Regions from separate parts of the Ovis aries genome. Here region 2 is linked to region 1. The links are chromatin contacts, called in public Hi-C maps. All regions are on one chromosome and are shown on one strand. Each heading gives the region's core, a stretch centred on a gene start, on an enhancer-like site or on the middle of the called end of the contact. The rest is flanking DNA. Distances are from core to core; before and after follow the strand shown. Region 1 holds the start of FREM1 (FRAS1 related extracellular matrix 1). Region 2 has its middle 81 kb from the start of FREM1.

Evidence for each region. A called contact is a pair of places that touch in the nucleus more often than the background predicts.
Region 2: a Hi-C map of liver shows a contact between it and region 1, with 3 times the contacts expected there. The contact joins the enhancer-like site here to the promoter of FREM1 in region 1.

What each region holds. Positions count from the first base shown.
Region 1 is chr2:83,556,393-83,563,328 of ARS-UI_Ramb_v3.0, reverse strand. FREM1 (FRAS1 related extracellular matrix 1) reads left to right here and starts at 4,335. Exons shown (of 37, transcript XM_060409486.1): 1 at 4,335-4,770.
Region 2 is chr2:83,635,821-83,643,283 of ARS-UI_Ramb_v3.0, reverse strand. No RefSeq gene overlaps it. Among named protein-coding and RNA genes, the nearest start is that of FREM1, 81 kb to the right of the region's middle. Within about 2 kb of position 2,808, at least 2 of the 54 cell types and tissues checked have an H3K27ac peak or open chromatin away from gene starts, as enhancers often do. A contact at or near this core is called in liver, where this site is marked.

The sequences.
Region 1 (6,936 bases), core at 3,086-5,585:
CTAGAAAACTAAATTTTATATCCATGAGAGAATAAGGAAGAGAATATCTTAATATTGTAAAAATAATTTTGATCTCATGGAAGTCCTGAAACAATCTTGGGAACCCCCAGGTATTCTTGGCTGCTTTTGAGACGTTTTGGCTTAGAAGGTACTTAAAACATGTATTCATTCTGCATTGTGATGAGGATAAAGCCTATTAGAATGATACCTTAATCTGATTTAGTAACCAAAAGTGTTTTTTTCTAGGCTACCTTTAAAAAACCTGTTACTGATAATCTCCTATGAATTTAATAATTATTTTTAAATAATTATTCTTTTTAAAAATTGAGTTGAGATATAACCCTGTGTAAGTTTGTATACAATGTGTTGACTTGATATATTGATATTTTGTGAAATGATTACCACAGTAGTGTTAGCTAAACCCTTAGCAGTTATTCTTATGGCTAAGTATACTAATTTGTTTTCAGGGAACTGAATTTTCTGTACTTCACTTGTATATAAAGGGACTAAAAATAACTTTTTTATTGTCAGAGACCTATCAGTACTTCTCTGACAATGGACTTTTATATAATTGGTAAAAAAAAGATTACAGACTTATTTATTCAACCACTTTAAGAGGAACACTTTACTTTGACACAAATGTAAAATGGTATTATTATTGTGAGTGAGACCCAGGAAAGTAAGAGGTTCGCCTCAAGTCACACAGCTGCCTGATGGGAAAACAGCAAATTGAATCTGATCTTCCGACTGCTTATTTAGTGCTTATATCACAACTAGTTGTTTACTTTATTGGAACTCTTTACTTTTAGTAGAGCCAGGAAATGCCTCCACTTTCAGACCATTCAGGTCACTTATTGTAAACTCCTATCATGCCTGCACTTTCCCCTCTTAGTACTCATCACATTCTAATTTCTAGCTCACTGTTCATCAGCACCAGATGGTAAGCTTAATGCAGGCAGAACTCACACCTGCCTCATTCGCTGGTATGTTCCTGATACATAGCAGACTCTGGACAGGTTTTTATGGAGTGAATAGTGTTGCAAAGAATCTGCAGTGAATAATGTTGTAGAATTAGAGTTAGGCTAGGTTTGACTAGACTTGGAAGTTAACGTAATTATTTAAAATCCTGCTTTAAAACGCTATAGCTAAAATATACTTTATAACATAGCAATTTCAGACCTGAAATATACCCAAGAGAAAATAGTACATAGGTCCACCCAAAGGCAAACACAAGAATGTTCACAGCAACTTTATTCAGATTGGTCCCAACACAGAACCCCCCCCCCCCAAAAGAAATATATAAATAAATTTTTGAGTATTCATATAAATGGTATATTACACTATAATAAAAAAGAGAGAAACTATTGGTGAAAAGCATGGATGTATCTCACAAAACTTACGTTGAGTGAAAGACACAAGATAATATATACTGTATGACTCTATGTATATTAAGTTCAAGAATCGGCAAAACCCATCTATAGTTATTGAGACCAGAATAGTGGTCACCTTTGAGTTTCACTGAGTGAGGAGGAGGGTGTCGACCGGGCAGGGAAATGAGGGAATCATTGAGGGTGCTGAAAATCTTCTCTGACTTGATCTGGGTTGTAGTTACATGAGTGGATGTGAGCATGCACATTCATCATGCTCTATACTTAGGATGAATGTGCTAATATATACCTTACTATATGTGAGTGGGCATTCTGGTTCTTTCCATTTCTTGGCAACTGTGAGTAATGCTGGTAGAAATGTGTCTGTGCAAATATCTCTTTGAGATCCTGCTTTCATTTTTGGGAGGGGTATAGATCTAGAAAAAGGATTGTGGGATTATGTAAGTCTATATATATACATATTTTAAAGAACTTCCATACTGTTTTCTATAGTGGTTCCACCATTTTATAATCACATCAACAGTGCACAAGGGGTCCAATTCCTCCATGTAGAATTCTTAAAGACCATCTTTCCTCTTTGAGAAATTCTCTGGGAATTGTGACCAGAAGTACCCTTTTTTTTTTTTTTTTTACACTTTTGAATGTTAAAAATATACTTATTAGATGTAATTTTTCAGAGAAATTTTAAGTTCACAGAAATATTGAATGGAATGTATCACTCAAGGTGAAAGATACAGAAATTTTCCTTATACTCACTACCCCAATACATGCACAGCCTCCCCCATTCTCATATCTCCCACCAGAGGGGTATCAGTACCATATAGATTATACAGCCCATATTAAGGTTCAGTCTTGGTGTTGTATGTGCTTTGGGTTTGGACAAATTTGTGAGACATCTATCTACCATACAGAGTAGTTTCATTGCCTTAAAGCTTTTCTGTGCTCTATGTATCCTTCCTATCCCTTATTCCTTTATTCTTTTTAATTATCTCCATAGTTTGGCCTTTCCCAGAAGTCATATAGTCAGAATAACACAGTATGTAACCTTTCAGAATGGCTTCTTTCATTTAGAAGTATGCACTTAAATTTCCTCCATCTCTTTTCATGGCATGATTGCTTCCTTCTCTTTTAAGTGCTTGAGAATTAATGCACCATGTGGTCAAAATAGAAAATAATTTCGTACTATAACTTGCTAAGAGGGTCAAACTTAATTATTCCAACCATGAACAGGAAAAGATGATTATGTGATGTGGTAGCAGTGCTAATTATCACTACAATGGCAATTGAATTACAGTATATAAATCTATCAAATTAACATGTTGTACACCTTGAATTGACACTGCATTTTATGTCAAATATATTTCAGTAAGGAAGGGTTCCCATTGCCTTAAAGATTGAAACTGACGTGTCTCATGGTGCCTGACTGTCCTGCCCAGCTGCTTTCGCATCCTTCTTCCCTGTTCCCGTTCAGAAAACCTCTCCCCACTCTACATTGTCCTGTTGTGTCAACATTCATGGCTCCTTCTTCTTCCTTAGTTGCCCTAGGGTTCTATCTTCTGCTAAAACTAGTGCGGAAGATGACTCTCTTACTTCCTTCAGGATTGTAAGCCGTAGGAAGTAGACCTGGGCTGCTGGTGTTTTTTTTTTTTTTTTTTTTTATCACAGAAAAGCCTCTATGTACCAGGAGATAGTAAGGTTAATATGCAAATTGAAGCAGAGACAAAGTTTATCAATAGAGAGACAGAGAGCTAATGCTGGATTTGAGCCCCAAGATCCACTCAAGGTATTAGAGTTGTCTAGGTCCAATGAGCTAATAAATGCATATAAGTAAAAATGGACATTAGGTGGTGCATGTTCAATAATTGTTAGTGATCTGTAATCACATCTCAGTGTACAAGTGATTTCTGTTGTCCTGTCTTCTCCAAGTGCATTGTAAGGATTTTGAGAGCAGGCACTAGGTCTTACTTACTCATCTCTGTCCTTTCCAGGATTAGCGCAGTGCCTGGCATATGCTAAGTTCAATAACCCTGTTGAAGATAATTTAATAGATCAGCATGTTCTGATTTCTGTCAGACACACTCATTGTGTGACTCAGCCTCAGCTTTCTAAACAAGTCCATGGGGATTTTTTAAAATACATTTGTGCCATTTACTCCTGAGAAAAACATCTTTTGCCTATGGGTGTGTTCTGTTACTTTTAGTGTTCACCTCTTGGACTAACCTACCATGATTTTTTTTAACGAAGCAACTATTTTTACTTTGGTTTTTTTTTTTTTGATGGAAAATACATTATCTTTTGAGAGAGTTGGATTTTTTTTTTTTTAAATCAGTAAGCCAAGACTCCCAACTCCTTGTATTAGGTTTGGAAAGATAAAACCGTCCTGGTGCTAAGCTTTGAAAGACCAAATCTCTCACAAAGATAATTGAAATGTAAAACAACTCAAAACTAAATTGTTAATGTTGCCTTTGGTATATTTCCCCCTTTTCCTGTAAAAGAAGGAGATAAAAAGTATTCTTGATTTTTTTCACGTTTTTAATATGTACATGGAAATCCTAATGTCTGTTTACTTTAATGCTAGTGTTTGAAGCTGTGTTAATGATTAATGAGAAAAGTACCATGCAGTGGAACAAAATGAGTCAGTTTATTCTGATTTCCTGCCTCAGTGTGGTGGACAAATATGAAAACGACAGTGCTAGGGGTTTCTACTTCCACAACCAATAGCTTGGAGTATGGAGGAGGGGAACCATTTTCTCAAAAAGATTCTGTGAAGCACATGTGATTTGAGCATCAGTCCTCATAAAATGAGAGAACTTGAATCTTTCATTCTTTCAGTTCTCCAGCTGGACTATTGGCTCCAAACATAAAACAAAGCGCTGGGAGAAGGATTTTTTTTTGTTATTAACAGCTGTATGCTGGGTGTGTACATGTGTCTATTTAGAAAAGGCTGCCCTTTCAATGTCTCTCCCGTCAGGACAACTTCTTCTGGCACCCTTATTTGGAAGATCTCTTTAAGATATTTTACAGGGAGACTTTTAGATATCTTTTAGAAATATTGAATATCTTTTAGATTTTTAAAAACAAAATCTTAAAAAAATCATTTAGAAGTAAAAGTTTTATTTTCTTCCTTTACTTTCTTTCTTTTCTTTTCTTTCTTTCTTTTCTTTTCTTTCTTCCTTTCTTCCTCATGCCTCATCATTATTGTTATTTTTACTGTATTGGGTAGGGTCTTCTACGATGTTGGATTGTGGTGACTGTAGCAGGCATTTTCTTTTCTTTCTTTGAAAGTGAAAGAAGTGAAAGTGAAGTCACTCAGTCGTGTCTGACTCTTTGCGACCCCATGGACCGTAGCCTACCAGGCTCCTCTGTCCATGGGATTTTCCAGGTAAGAGTACTGGAGTGGGTTGCCATTAGTGGTTACTAAAATTTTGCCATTAAGGATAAGATTTCTCATAGAGGTCTTTGATTGGGTAAAAAGATTTCCATTCTGGTCTTAGCTGGCTAATAGTGTTTTTTGTTTGTTTGTTTAGTGAATGAGTGTTGAATTTTACTGAATACCACTTTTTGACATTTATTAAGATGATCATATGGCTTCTTTCCTCCTTCAATATATTAAATTGCTAGATATTCTTATTTTGAACTGTCATTACAATCCTGAAATAAACCCTATTTCGGTATAATATCTTTAAAAATACATAGGAAGATTAGATTTGAAGGTGTGTTATTTAGAATTTTGCACTTCTGTGTAAAAAAGTGATCTTGGTCTGCACTTTTAGAGTTTCAAGCAGAGCACATGGCTCTTTTTTCTGCCTTGCTGGGTTTATTTCATTCCCTGTTATTCTATAGCCACCCCAAACTCTGAGGTCAACAAGTCTCTGCCTCTACAAACTCCCACTAGGTTGTGTTTCTGTTCTTTTCTCATATAAAAAGGTGTTAATCTTGCTTTCATTTTATTTACTTATTTGCTTTAATTTGATCTATTTAAAGTGGACCCTTCCACTCCTAGCCAATAGTCTTTTGTGTTGCAGCATTGTCTCCCATAGCCACTGGGTTTTATAAATTCAGTGGAGGGACTTCCCTGGTGGTTCAGTGGCTAAGACTCCATGCTCCCAATGCAGGGGGCCAGGGTTCAATCCCTGGTCAGGGAACTGGATCTTGCCTGCTGCAATTAAAGATTCTGCATGCTGCAATGAAGATCAGAGATCCCTCACGTCAAAACTAAGACCCGATGCAGACAGATAAATAAAATAAATATGGAAAAAAAAAAAAAGAATTCAGTGGAAAACCATCTTCACAGTACGATGGATAACACTTCTGTGCTTAGTGTCGTCAGCAACACTTAAAAGGCACACTCCTATTTGTTTTAAATATAGATTTTTGGTGAAAGTGTTAGCTGTGCTCCTTAGAGAATGCTATATTCTATGGCAGTTTAACAAAATTGTACATGTTTACAATCCAAAAAGGTATGGTCATTTCCAACACATGGCATTCTGTATTTTTCATATGACATCTAATCCTAGAGTTAGAAATAGAATGACTTCTTTAAAATGCATTTTGATTCAGTACTAAGTTCAACAACACATGCTTTTAGGGGGAGAATTCTTCATTTTTCCTTTGGTTAAGTTCTTTTAAAACATTCTGGCTTTGCATTTCAACTCATTCAAAGAATACTTTATTAAAGTTGATAACTGTATTATTTCAGCAGCCGCTATCCACTGGTGGAAGATATGAGAAAGACTCACTTATGTGTATAAGTGGGTACCTCAGATTTCAAGATATTTTGGCTAAACTATAGTTCTGTTTATTCTAATATATGTTCAGCACAAAGTTAGGCCAACCATCATTTGTATAATTAACTTAATGAAAATTACATTTCCTGAAATATGTTGCAATCTAAGTTGTTGTTGTTTTTTGCTTAGAATGCTGAAGGTATTTTTTTCCCTACAGAAGTGGTATAAAACATTTATTTCTGTTTCCATATGAATCCACAAGCTTTATTTAGCCCAGATGTTAGGAGAAGCACATCAAGGCAACTACCTACAATCATTCCTTTCTCAACTAATAGCATCTAAAATTATCTTCATTTCTTTGCAGGTGAGATTTTCATAAGCTGGGAAAGTTTTAAATTCAGTCTGAGAACAGGATTGTCTATCACACTCTGTTTCCTGTCATCATTAGGGCTTTATTTCTTGGTTTTTTAAAGATTAGTACACGCATCATACACTGTCACTATATTTTGTTTACTAACACTTGTGTGTAGTGAACACAGTTTACTTACAGAAAGCTTAGTGGTTCTTGGAGACATTTTCATCCATTTATTCTCAGAGCAAGAGGAAGGAATCAAGAGATTCTTGAAGATTTAAAATTTTTGGTGACTCTGAGTAAGTATACATGTCCCTTTCATTGCTGAAGTATCCATAAAGCATGTTTTAAAATGAAATTATTGTTTTTTTCTCTCTCTTTGTATTCTTTTTCATTTTTTTCTTTGCTTTATTCCTTCTTCACATAATTTTCTTCCCTTTCTTCTCCATTTTCTTCTCTCTCCCTCTCA
Region 2 (7,463 bases), core at 1,559-4,058, 81 kb before region 1:
TTAGAGTTTATTGTAAGATATTGAATACAGTTTTCTGTGCTATACAGTAGGGCCTTATTATTTATTTTATATGTGTGTGTGTGTGTATCTGTTAATGCCAAGCTACTAATTTCTCCTCCCCCACTGCCCCTCTTTCCCTTTGGTAACCATGAAAGTGAAAGTTCCTCAGTCGTGTCTGACTCTTTTGTGACCCCACGGACTATACAGTCCATGGAACTGTCCAGGCCAGAACACTGGAGTGGGTAGCCTTTCCCTTCTCCAGGGGATCTTCCCAACTCAGGAGTCAAACCAGGGTCTCCTGCATTGCAGGTGGATTCTTTACCAACTGAGCTATGAAGGAAGCCATAAATTTGTTTTTTATGTAGATGAGTCTGCTTCTGTTTCTAAATAAGTTCATTTGTATCATATTTTGGATTCCACATGTAAGTAACTTATGATATTTCTTTCTCTGTCTGACTTATAGTGTGATAATCTCCAGGTCCACCCATGTTGCTGCAAATGGCATTATTTCATTCTTTTTTATGGCTGACTAATACCTCATTGTATACATGTACCACGTGTTTTTTAATCCATTCATCTGTTTTGGACACTTGGGTTGCTACCATGTCTTGGCTATTGTAACTAGTGTTGCTATGAACATTGTGGGGGCATGTATCTGTTCAAATTAGAGTTTTTCCTGATAGTCCCATGAGTAAGATTGTTGGACCATATGGTAATTCTATTTTAAGTTTAAGAGACTTCCATACTGCTCTTCATAGTAGCTGTGCCAATTAACATTCCCACCAACAGTATGGGAGGATCCCCTTTCTCCATACCCTCTCTGGCATTTCTTATTTACAGACTTTTTGGTGGCAGCCATTCATTGTACTTTTGATTTGTATCTTTCTGATAACTAGTAATGTGGAACATCTGCTCATGTGCCTATCTGTATCTCTTCTTTGAAGAGATTCTATTTAGGTCTTGTACCCATTTTTTTGATAAGGTTGTTTGATTTTTTTGTTATTGAGTTGTATGAACTGTTTACACATTTTGGAAATTAAACCCTTATTGGTTGCAAATGTATTCTCCCAATTGGACATTTATATTAATGGTTTAATGAAGGTATTACTTTTCCTATTAATTGCCCACTGTGTGACATTTTATACCTCTTGGCACTTACATACACATCTGTTTTCTCAGTTACCATCTAGCCCATGCTTTGGACAATTAACCACACTCCCAGCACATCTCTTGAATGATGGAATTTTTCAAGTTTGTATCTTTTCCCTCCAGTAAGAATATAGCCCCCCCTTTTTTCCCTTGTGATCCCAACTCAGAGTTGCACCCAGGGTATGTTGCTTTCTTAGTACTTCTTAGCATTTTGTCAAATGTCTAAAAACTGTGGCGCAAAGGAGTGTGATTTTTTTCAAGGCTCAGAACAAAAACTTCATGTGTCTTACACAGCAGCCATGTGGTGTACGTCAAGTGCCCAGTTTACAAACTCTAATATAGAACATATTTGAAAAGACTCCCAGCTAATCCACACTGAGAATATCTATGCGCTTTTGGGGGGATTTTGGCATGAGTGTTTCTTTTCCGGAACAGGTGGTGAAGCTAAATTTGTTTGGTGTGCTTGACATACTTGGAGCCTGATATTAAAAGACTTCAGTGGCTGCAATAAACAGTTCTTCCTTCCTTTGTTTACAGGGAATTGGGACTTTCTCGGGGTGTTGGATTTCTGCTGCTGCCCGCAGGCACGCGGGAAAGTGTCCTCAGCAAGTTCTTCCACAGGGACGAGCAGCTGGGCTGACTTGGTTTGGAAGCCTTGTTGCTTGGCTCTGAGACGTGGCCCCAAGTCCTGACATTTGGGGAATAACTAGTTTGAGTGATTCCTTCAGGTTCACAGAAACTAAAGAAATGTATACCATTTCTTCACAACGCCCATATTTGCATATACATGCTTCCTCACAGAGTTTCTAGGTTACAAGATGGTGGGGAGGGGTTGTGGGTGCAGGAAGAGACATTGGTATAAAAACACGGGAAGATTTGCTAGTTGCTGGATTTGAGAATCTTTCAGGTCTAAAAGCAGATGATTTGGTTTTTGTTTGTTTTGGCTAAATCAGATGACTGTCCCCAAATCAGCTATGGGATGAAAAGCAAGGCTTCCTGCTGAGCAGGAAGGTGGCTTACTCAGTTATGTCCTTGAGGCAGGGCAGCCCTGATTCTTTCAAAGCACATGGTTTGGATGGACAGCTCTTCAGTTTAAAGTTCCAGGCTGCTACTGGGATTGGCTGTTAGAAACACTTTTGTTGAGTGGGGTAAGCAGAGGCCACAACCAAAGTACCTTCGTTCTACCACACGCGACGTCAGCTGGGAAGTGTCACTGACACTGTGTTATCTCTATGGATTGTTTATGATGATTGCTTTCTATAGCAAACCTCAGTCCGACTGTCAAAACTATCTTGTCTGCAGTGGTCAAAACTGTGCTTGCATAGTCAAGGTTGGTGGAAAGCCTTCCATCCTCCCAGCTGTTTATTGGTGTTTTCTTTCAAGATCCAGAGGCCTGACCATTCAGTGTGTGGTGGTACAGGCTTGTCGCAGGCGTCAAAGAGCTGAACTTAGTTTGCATTTAGAACCTTCTGCAGGTACAAGTTTGAACTCCTTCTGGTACACTTTCCCCTTTTGTGTTTTGCAGGTGCTACCATATGGTCTGTAAGAAAACGAGCTTTAAATTCTCAGGTTTGGGCTCAGATAACAAACGGTTATTTATTGAGACTGTGACCTGCCTGGATAATGAATTACTTACGACATAGGTACTGCTGTGGTAGTGGAGGACAAAGTACACTGGCTTCACTAGGAGAGAAGCTTCTCGCTCTCTCACATAACAGAGTCCATGCTTTAGAGTTGATGTGACAACTTCATAGTATCTGGTTTCTTGTCCTACCATCGTCAGCACACAGCTTCTGTTTTGTGGTGAAAGATGATTGCTTCAGCTCCCAAGGTCAAATCTGTATCCCAGCCAGTGGGAAGAAAAGAAGAGAAGTGTGTGTGGGAGCTGTCCCTTTTAAGGGAATGACCCAGAAATTACACAGGTCACTTTCACTCAGAGCCTGTTGTCCAAGATTTAATGGTATGGCTCTTGTGCAATGTTTATATCCACCCAAAATTCGTCTGCTAAGCCATAACTCCCAATGGCAGTTAGTTAGGTTAATTCTCATTAATTAGCTAATCACGTTAATTTCTTTGGGAATTAATTAGGTTTAGGTGGGTTCATGAAGATGGGATTCTCATGATGGAATTAGCACCCTTAAAAGAGAAGAGACCAGAGAGCTTGCTTTTTCTCTTTTTCTGTGAGGATACAATTCAGCAGTCTGCAAGCCAGGAAGAGGGCTCTCGGCAGGAACAGAGCCAGTGAGCACCTTGATCTTGGACTTCTTAGTTTCCAAGAACCATGAGAAAGAACTTTCTGTGGTTTAAACCATTCAGTCCATGGTATTTTGCTAAAGCAATCCGAGCAAAGACAGTGGCCATGCAAAGGAGTTGGGAAATGTCTTTACTCAGGTGACTATATGCCCGGCTAAATTTGGATGTTTATTTCTAAAACAAGAACAGGATAATGGGTGTTTGGGACAAATCTCCTCTTCCAAGGACAAACTACTTACATTTGCTGTATCTAACCTTCTTCATCTGGAAAGTGAGATCAACCTCATAGAATGAGGAGACTTAAATGAGATGATGCTTATAAAGCTCTTACTATGGTATCTGGGACAGAATAAATGTTCAGCTGCTGCTGCTGCTGTGTCACTTCAGTCGTGTCCGACTCTGTGCGACCCCATAGATGGCAGCCCACCAGGCTATGAGTAAAAGAAAACATGTGGGTTTAGTTGGATTCTTCCCTTTTGTTAGGGTTCAGTTCAGTTCAGTTCAGTTCAGTCGCTCAGTCATGTCCAACTCTTTGCGACCCATGAATTGCAGCACGCCAGGCCTCCCTGTCCATCACCAACTCCCGGAGTTCACTCAAACTCATGTCCATCGAGTTGGTGATGCCATCCAGCCATCTCATCCTCTGTCGTCCCCTTCTCCTCCTGCCCCCAATCCCTCCCAGCATCAGAGTCTTTTCCAATGAGTCAACTCTTCGCATGAGGTGGCCAAAGTATTGGAGTTTCAGCTTTAGCATCAGTCCTTCCAATGAACATCCAGGATTGCTTTCCTTTAGAATGGACTGGTTGGATCTCCTTGCAGTCCAAGGGACTCTTAAGTCTTCTCCAAAACCACAGTTCAAAAGCATCAATTCTTCGGTCTCAGCTTTCTTCACAGTCCAACTCTCACATCAATACATGACCACTGGAAAAACCATAGCCTTGGCTAGATGGACCTTAGTTGGCAGAGTAATGTCTCTGCTTTTCAATATGCTGTCTAGGTTGGTCATAATTTTCCTTCCGAGGAGTAAGCGTCTTTTAATTTCATGGCTGCAGTCACCATCTGCAGTGATTTTGGAGCCCCCAAAAATAAAGTCTGACACTGTTTCCCCATCTATTTCCCAAGTGATGGGACCAGATGCCATGATCTTCATTTTCTGAATGCTGAGCTTTAAGCCAACTTTTTCACTCTCCTCTTTTACTTTCATCAAGAGGCTTTTTAGTTCCTCTTCACTTTCTGCCATAAGGGTGGTATCATCTGCATATCTGAGGTTATTGATATTTCTCCTGGCAATCTTGATTCCAGCTTGTGCTTCTTCCAGCCCGGCATTTCTCATGATGTATTCTGCATATAAGTTAAATAAGCAGGGTGACAATATACAGCCTTGACGTACTCCTTTTCCTATTTGGAACCAGTCTGTTGTTCCGTGTCCAGTTCTAACTGTTGCTTCATGACCTGCATACAGGTTTCTCAAGAGGCAGGTCAGGTGGTCTGGTATTCCCATCTCTTTCAGAATTTTGCACAGTTTATTGTGATCCACACAGTCAGAAGCTTTGGCATAGTCAATAAAGCAGAAATAGATGTTTTTCTGGAACTCTCTTGCTTTTTCGATGATCCAGTGGATGTTAGCAATTTGATTTCTGGTTCCTCTGCCTTTTCTAAAACCAGCTTGAACATCTGGAAGTTCATGGTTCACGTATTGCTGAAGCCTGGCTTGGAGAATTTTGAGCATTACTTTACTAGTGTGTGAGATGAGTGCAATTGTGTGGTAGTTTGAGCATTCTTTGGCATTGCCTTTCTTTGGGATTGGAATGAAAACGGACCTTTTCCAGTCCTGTGGCCACTGCTGAGTTTTCCAAATTTGCTGGCAAGCTGAGTGCAGCACTTTCACAGCATCATCTTTCAGGATTTGAAGTAGCTCAACTGGAATTCCATCCCCTCCACTAGCTTTGTTCGTAGTGATGCTTTCTAAGGCCCACTTGACTTCAAATTCCAGGATGTCTGGCTCTAGGTGAGTGATCACACCATAGTGATTATCTTGGTCATGAAGATCTTTTTGTACAGTTCTTCTGTATATTCTTGCCACCTCTTCTTAATTTCTTCTGCTTCTGTTAGGTCCATACCATTTCTGTCCTTTATTGAGCCCATCTTTGCATGAAATGTTCCCTTGGTATCTCTATAATTCTTGAAGAGATCTCTAGTCTTTCCCATTCTGTTGTTTTCCTCTATTTCTTTAGGGTAGCTTTTATTAAACATTTTTTTTTTTTGGTTTTTATATTTATCTTAAAGCTTTATCCCCAGAAGAAGATTCACTGTATCACAATGGCATCACTTTAGAGCTTTATCTGGATTTCTCTTGTGGCTCAGTCAGTAAAGAATCTTCCTGCTTTAGGAGACCAGGGTTCGACCCTGGGTTCAGAAGATCCCCTGGAGAAGAAAATGGCAGCCCGTTCCAGTTTTTTTTTTTTTTTCCTGGAGAACTGCATGGACAGAGGAGCCTTATGGGCTATAGTCCATGGGGTTGCACAGAGTCAGACACAACTTAGTGACTGAATCACTACCACAGAGCTCTATCTAGTGGCAAAAGAGCAAGATTTGAGGTGTTTGTGAAGGAGACCTTGTATCATTATGAGTGTTTACCACTTCCCCTTCTATTTCATCAAGAATTGCCTCATTTAGAGCCTTCATCAGAAATGCCATAATTTGGAGCTCTAGTTTCTGAAATGAGAATAGAGGTTGATTGTTTATGAATCTCAGGGAATAGTTCCTAGAGCTTCTAAGAAAGAGGCAATTCCTGGAACCCAGCGAAGGGTACCAAGGCCTTTGTCCACTTGTGATGGACACTGACACTTGGTATTCTATAAAGCTTGGATCTCATCTTTCTGAGTTGCTCTGATCTCTAGAGTGAACTAATTAGCTGAATTTGAGGGTTTGATGTAAAATTTTGCCTCTTCCCTAAGGTTTTCATCGTTTCAGCTGATTTTGTCATCCATGCTTATTACACAAATTTTGCATTTAACAATTAAAGACTTACTCTCATTGGACTGCTTTGAGGCACGGACCAGATTACAACAATAGTACAGATTACCAACTGGTGCTTGAGTCTGTGGTCTGAGGAAACAAAGGCACAGCATTGGGACCACACAGGGTGGAGGCAACCTCCACAGACTTGCTCATGTGGGAAGGAGCAGTGGAAGGTCAAGGAAGTTCTCCCTGACCCCTGAAAGGTCCAGAAGCTGACAGCCTCCAAGGCTGCAATGCAACTGATGGCCACTTAAAAAAAAAAAGAAAAAGAAAAAATATATAATTTAATTATTTCCTACTGTGCTGGGTCTTTGTTGCTGCTCAGGCTTTTCTCTGGTTGGGGTGAGCAGGGGCTACTGTCTAGTTGTGATGTGCAGGCTTCTCTTTATGGTGGCTTCTTGTGCTGCAGAGTACAGGTTCTAGGTCACGTGGGCTTCAGCATTTGCAGCAGGTGGGCTCAGCCTGGGCTCTAGAGCAAGGCTCAGTGGTTGTGGCGCTGGGCTCAGTTGCTCCATGGCACGTGGGAACTTCCTAGAACAGGGCTTGAACCTGTGTCTCCTGCATTGGCAGGTGGATTCTTTACCACTGAACCACCAGGGAAGTCCTGGTAGACACTTCTGCTCTTCCTCTACTGAACTGTGTTACAAACTGCAATTGTGAAATAATTTGCTAAGCTATGATAATTATTCTTTAAAAATTGAAATAGAACAGAAAATACCAGAGTGTATCACAGGTTAACAAAAGAAGTATGCAATATTTATTTTAATTATCTATATCTACAAATGCATGTTTTTGTTATTGTTAGCCACGGGCAAAGACGTTTGAAAGCTATTGTTCTAGCGTAAAAGGCACCAGTACTATCACTGTAGAGCTGATTTTCTGTGGTTGTTTTTATTTTCTTCTGATAGAGTCAGACGACGGTGATGGGGAGATAGGCTTTTCTAGGTTTTGTAATCTGTATCTCCCCCTTTCACAAGATGGGCTGAAATCATCATAAAGGCTAGATAGCTCAATCAGTTCCATTCCACAAATCACTGTTG